2 separate regions of the Sus scrofa genome follow, and region 2 is linked to region 1. A link is a contact called in public HiChIP or PLAC-seq data. All regions are on one chromosome and are shown on one strand. Each heading gives the region's core, a stretch centred on a gene start, on an enhancer-like site or on the middle of the called end of the contact. The rest is flanking DNA. Distances are from core to core; before and after follow the strand shown. Region 1 overlaps THSD4 (thrombospondin type-1 domain-containing protein 4). Region 2 overlaps THSD4 (thrombospondin type-1 domain-containing protein 4).

Region 1 (2,848 bases), core at 267-2,766:
TTTTTTGGCAGGTTACAAATTCGTGAGAGTCACATTATCTTTTGAGGCTGTGTTCTCACACTGCAGTGTGAATCATGGCAGACTCTGCATTGGTAGGTCTGGGAAAGTGTCTGAGTCATCTACGTCTCTAACAAGCTCCCCTGTGATGCTGATGCTGCTGGTCCACGGATCACACTTTGTGCCACAAAGTTTTAAAAGATGCTTTGATTAAAATACAGTCCACAAAGAACTAGAAATGTAAATATAGAGAGGTGAGATGGGTTGGAAGGAAGACGCAATATCATCTCTTTCCATTGGGGGAGCTTCTTTTCTTAGTGTTGCATTGTCTTTGAGGTGAGGAGATGAAAAAAAAAAAAAAAAAAAAAAACACACACACACATTTACAAGGACGAGGGTAAGGATTCTTAGCTAGTAATTGATGAAAACCAGTGGTGTACGACAGCACAGGTGGGAGATGATAATTGCTGAAAAACTGAGGCACATTCCCTAGGATGTGAGCAAATGAACAGGAATTTGTTGTTATAAGCACGACATTGATATTAACTTCATATTTGTTCTCTGTTCACTTGCCTGAAATTTGCTTATTGACACTGCTGGAACCACTGACTGTCCCATCCTCTTAGAACTTTAAATAATCAGAAATACATTTGCTTCCCAGACTGACATTCTGTCTCCTTTGCAACTTGCAAAGGGGAAAGTGCCCTTTTCTGAATATTTGATTGGAAGCCCAGAATTCAAATTGCTATCTCTCTCTGACTTGGGCCTGAGACAGCTGTTACTCTCTCACAGGGGTGTCTATATCTGCAATAGCTCCAGGAAGCCTCTGCTGGCCTCAGAGAGTTGAAAGCAAACCCAGGCCTGCAACAAAAGTTAATGAAAAGTGACAAGCGTTAAATAAGGATATGAGCTCAACCCACAGAAGAGTAGCTGGGGAAGAAGGGCGTCCTCCGGATGCGAAGCCACAGAAAAGCCCCCGGGTCCTCCCAGAGCAAGCTGGAGTGTTTTATCCCAGCGCCCGGCTGAGTGCTCCCCCCACTAGCCTGTTTACCCTGTTACTGGAGCTCCTATGGTGTCTTAGATCCAAGAATTGGAAGAGAGGCAGGAAGAATGCAGACGTCCTTGGGCTGGGGGCTGGAGAGCTTGGGGATTCCTCTCCAATCCTGCAGTCCTGGATGACACTTCCTTCTCGACAGGGAGTGAAGGATCCCAAATGTTGGCCTTAGGCAAAAGACTGCATATAGATAGCCAGGCTTTGAAGGGAAAGTGCTCTATCCCCGACTTTGCCTAAAGCGAAAGAGTGCATTTGAAGCCCTCTTTTTTTTTTTAATTGAAATATAGTTGATTTACAATGCTGTGTTAATTTCTGCTGTACAGCAAAGTGGCTCCCCATTGCCTAGGGAATAAAGTCCAGGCCCTTCATCATCTGTCTCCTGCCAGGCCTCCTGGGCCCCAGTGCTGGCAGGGCTGGCACATGTTGCTCCCTGACCTAGCAGACTCGCAGGGCTGTGCCTTCACAAGAATGTATGCACTGCCTGGCATCCTAGAGAACCCTTCTAATGTCCACTCTTGGGCCACCCAGTGGACTCTGCTCAAAAGCCATTGGCTGGTCCCCTGGAGCACTGCTTCTGTTCTTCTGTTCCCACTTCTTGTGACTCTTTGTTCCCATCACTCTGGCCTGCCACCTGTCCAGGCCAGGAGCAATTCCTGGCCCTTTGCTTGTGAGTAGGTGCTTCAAACCAATGTGTAAATGAATTGAGGGACTCTATCTGTTGGCTTTCAGCAAATGAAATGGGTCCTGAATGCAACACAGAGCTTCTTCCACTTTGGCTGAGATGGGCAGGGTAGTTGATGCTGAGAATACAAGGCCGTAAAGCCCTCTTGCCCAGATCCCAGGGACATAAGGCCTGGAAGGTCAAGGAGAGTGTGTGGCACCTCCCCAGCCTCCTGCGTCCCTCATCTTGCTTTTAATTTTGCTCACACTGAATTTCTTGAGTCCGGACAGAGCTAAAGATAGGAAGAAGCTAAGCGAGTAGCAGAGTGCTGTTTCCCGTGGTGCTTTCTGTTGAGGGGAAAGACCTCCTTCTGCCACCCACCTGCCCTCCTTATCTCTATCACCTTCCATGCGGCGCCCACACTCCACCCACGCTTGGTGGAGATTTCCCACCTCCTCTCCCAGCTGGCTCTCAGGCTTTGATCAGAACCAAACCACCCTGCTCGCTTCTCTGCCCTTTGCCCTAAGTTCCTTTTTTTTTTTTTTTTTTTTTCATTTGGTTATGGGCTTTATTTTGTGGGCTTTTGCTTAGAGTTCTGTGGTTCCTTGCTGAAACCAAGAGAATCGTTGCATTGGGTAAATCGTTCTCGCCTGTGCCAAACGTGTGCCTGATTCAAGCCTGAAAATAGGGTGGAGAGCTGTTACTTCGCCGGAATCCTGAGCTGTGTGACCCTCAGTGGACTCCCTCTTGTATCTCTTCCCCAAGCAAACTGGATTCTAAAAGCACTTTCTGCTTGTGCCTATTAAAATGCTTATCATATTATGTTACAGTTATTTTGACATATGTCTAAGCTGCTAAGGCAGAGAGTCAATCAGTGTTAGACATATTTATATCCACAGTGCTTAAGTTATTAAGATTATTCAATAAATGTTTTAAAAATGTGTAAATGAATGAACCGAAGAATAAGTTAGAAACTGGCTTTCCTAACCTCCTTTCCAAAAAATGATCAAGAATAGGATTAACTAAGCATTAAAATTTTAGGAGTTCCCATCGTGGCGCAGTGGAAACAAATCCAACTAGGAACCATGAGGTTGCAGGTTCGATCCCTGGCCTTGCTCAGTGGGTTAAGGATCCAG
Region 2 (2,983 bases), core at 478-2,977, 160 kb before region 1:
TCTAGACGCACATCTAATCCAAATGCTACAGACAGTGCCTTAGTTATCTATGTTAGCAAGAAATCAGGAGGTGGTAGGTCACTGAAGTCCCCAGATGTTTCTGAAACAAACCTCTGCCTTTGCTTATCCTGATTATCCTTCTACTAGAACTATCAAAGTGATTTATTCCGACTCATTTTACCCTTCTTCTTTTTTTTTTTTTTTGGTCTTTTTGCTATTTCTTTGGGCCGCTACCGGGGCATATGGAGGTTCCCAGGCTAGGGGTCAAATCGGAGCTGTAGCCACCGGCCTACGCCAGAGCCACAGCAACACGGGATCCGAGCTGCGTCTGCAACCTACACCACAGCTCACGGCAACGCCGGATCGTTAACCCACTGAGCAAGGGCAGGGACCAAACCCGCAACCTCATGGTTCCTAGTCGTATTCGTTAACCACTGCGCCACAACGGGAACTCCTCATTTTACCCTTCTGTTGTCCACCAACACCACAGGGAAGCAGCATGCTGCATGAGAAAAAAAAAAGTGCTGGTGTAAGAGTCAAGAGACCTGAATTTATTGTATTGCATTGTATTGTATTGTATTTTAATGTATGTGCGCATCTTTACTTTTTATTTTTTAACTCAATGAATTTTATTACATTTATAGTTTTACAACGATCATCACAACCCAATTTTATAGCATTTCCATACCAAACCCCCAGCCCATCCCCCCACCCCCAACCTGAGGAGTCCTCAGTTTTAGTCTTTTCTGTGCTCCTCACTAGCCTGAGATTGGGCAAGTCATACAGCTTCTCAGGGCCCCTGCTTCTCCCTGTGAAAGGGACAAAATAACCAAATTCCCAGGGTGGCTCAGGGGCCCCGTAAAGTGTAACCTGGACCTTGTTGTGCCTCCACTGTAGAGTCTGTTGCCAGCTGCTGTAGAGTTGTTTGCACAGTGCCCAGCACAGAGAAAGTACTGACAGATGCCTGTCTACTTTTCCTCCTTGTGCACGAAGTACCAACACATTGTATTAGTTTCCTAGGGCTCTCATAACAAATAACCACAAACTTGGTGTCAGAGAACAACAGAAATTATTCCCTCACAATTCCAAAGGCCAGAAGTTCAAAATCAAGGTGTTTGCCAGGGCCCAGCACCTTCCAGTGACTCGTGAAGGATCCACCTGGCTTCTCTCAGCATGTGGTGGTGGTTCCTGGCCTATGGCTATGGCACCCTGACCTGCCTCTGTGGTCACCTGGCCTTCTCCCATGTGTTTTGTCTTCTCTGTATCTTATAAGGACATTTGTCACTGGAGTTAGGGCTTCCTGGAAAATCCAGGATGATCTCATCTCTGCAAACTTAATTTCACTGACAATGACCCTTTTGCCAAGTAAGGTCATGTTTACAAGTTCTGTGGGTTAGAGTGTGTCTTTTGGGGAGGGTCACCATTCAGCCCACCACACACATGTTAGGAATTACTTCCTATATCAAGACTGCGGCCTGATTCGGCACTTTTTCTTAAATAACCACCTGTGGGAATCCACCATCAGTTTGAATATTAACAAATTAGGACATGTCAGGAGGAGAAGGAAGAACAAAAGCTTGTTCTTTGCTCTGTTTTGTTTTGTATTTGTAAGCAGGAGAAGGCCTTCTCCCCTGGGTCCCCAAGTTAGCAGTGATGAGCTGAGTATATTTGCTGTCCGCCTGCCCATCCCCCTGCCTGCTGCTCATGAACTGGTGGTCAGGAAACCGCAGCCCTCTTGTCACAGAACCTTCTGTCCTGCCCTTGCTCTGACTGCATCTCCCGCTGACTCCACCCACGTCACCCCAGGCACCCTGGCTGGCTGACGTCCAGCTCTGGCCTTAAACCTCTGATTAGATGCTTGTTGGCTCCCTGGGCTCCTCAGCCGTCTCCCTCATCCTCCTGTAGTTACTCCCTGAACCTTCAGGAACCCCGCTTCAGTGCTCAGTGTCCTCCAAAGGCGCGCTGTGCCTGGAATGTAGTTGAAGGAAGGCGGGCCACAATTAAACAAACCCCTTAGCCTCTGGATAACTGAGTGCCTGGGGGCAAGGACTCTTCCCTGGAGCTAAGCCCTGAAGGATTTCGAGTGACTACAGTAATGCCAGGGCAGTGGCTTATGTTTCCTGTACACTTACCTCAGGCCTTTTGGAGGGTTTCCTCACGGAGTCTCCACATCATCCTCTCAGGTAATCTTAGCTCCCTGCTCACCTCCTGTTCTGTGACGGGGTTCAGCCTTATCAGGTTTGCTCCACACAAAGGGGAAGACAGTCCTTGAATTTTCTCACTTCTTAGGGGGATAATGGGGACAAAGGAGTGTAACTGTGAAAGGTCTTCAAGCTCTTGGACCAAACACTGCTGCTGAAAGCCAACATCTTAAAAAAGAAAAAAGGGGTTCCCATCGTGGCTCAGCAGTTAACGAATCCGACTAGGAACCATGGGGTTGCGGGTTCAATCCCTGACCTCGCTCAGTGGGTTAAGGATCTGGCATTGCCGTGAGCTATGGTGTAGGTCACAGACGTGGCTTCGATCTGGTATTGCTGTGGCTATGGTGTAGGCTGGCGGCTATAGCTCCTATTAGACCCCTAGCCTGGGAACCTCCATATGACGTGGGTGTGGCCCTGGAAAAAAGACAAAAAGACAAAAAGACAAAAAAAAAAAAAGAAAAGAAAAAAAATCTGGAGGCATTTATGCATGTCAGATGGAAGCCCGCGGCTCACTGAAAGCCCCATGTTTTACGGAAAGTCATAGTGTTGCTTAGTGTCCCATGGGTAGGAGGGACATTCCGGGGAAGGATCCAGAAATGCAAGAGCCAGCTGGCTGCTGGGGGAAGAGCAGGCAGTGCTGGAGCTGCGGGTACTGGGGCTGGGGAGAACTGGAGTCCAAACCCTGCTGCGGCCATGTGACTGGGGCAGGTCACACATCTCTGAATCTCAGGTGGGAAACCTCATCTCTGAAAGGTGAGAATGGTAGTAACCAGGGCTGCTGT

What was found. HiChIP or PLAC-seq counts read pairs in DNA pulled down with a chosen protein or histone mark.
Region 2: a contact with region 1 is called in an H3K27ac HiChIP or PLAC-seq map of skeletal muscle. The contact joins two enhancer-like sites. A contact is called at or near these places in 1 of 47 Hi-C or Micro-C datasets (epiblast stem cells) and 1 of 2 datasets of contacts at active chromatin or transcription factors (skeletal muscle).

The regions. Positions count from the first base shown.
Region 1 is chr1:169,008,120-169,010,967 of Sscrofa11.1, forward strand. All of the region lies in intron 7 of THSD4 (thrombospondin type-1 domain-containing protein 4), which reads left to right. Among named protein-coding and RNA genes, the nearest start is that of NANOG, 55 kb to the right of the region's middle. Within about 2 kb of position 1,517, at least 12 of the 83 cell types and tissues checked have an H3K27ac peak or open chromatin away from gene starts, as enhancers often do. A contact at or near this core is called in skeletal muscle, where this site is marked.
Region 2 is chr1:168,843,629-168,846,611 of Sscrofa11.1, forward strand. All of the region lies in intron 3 of THSD4 (thrombospondin type-1 domain-containing protein 4), which reads left to right. Among named protein-coding and RNA genes, the nearest start is that of THSD4, 94 kb to the left of the region's middle. Within about 2 kb of position 1,728, at least 14 of the 83 cell types and tissues checked have an H3K27ac peak or open chromatin away from gene starts, as enhancers often do. A contact at or near this core is called in skeletal muscle, where this site is marked.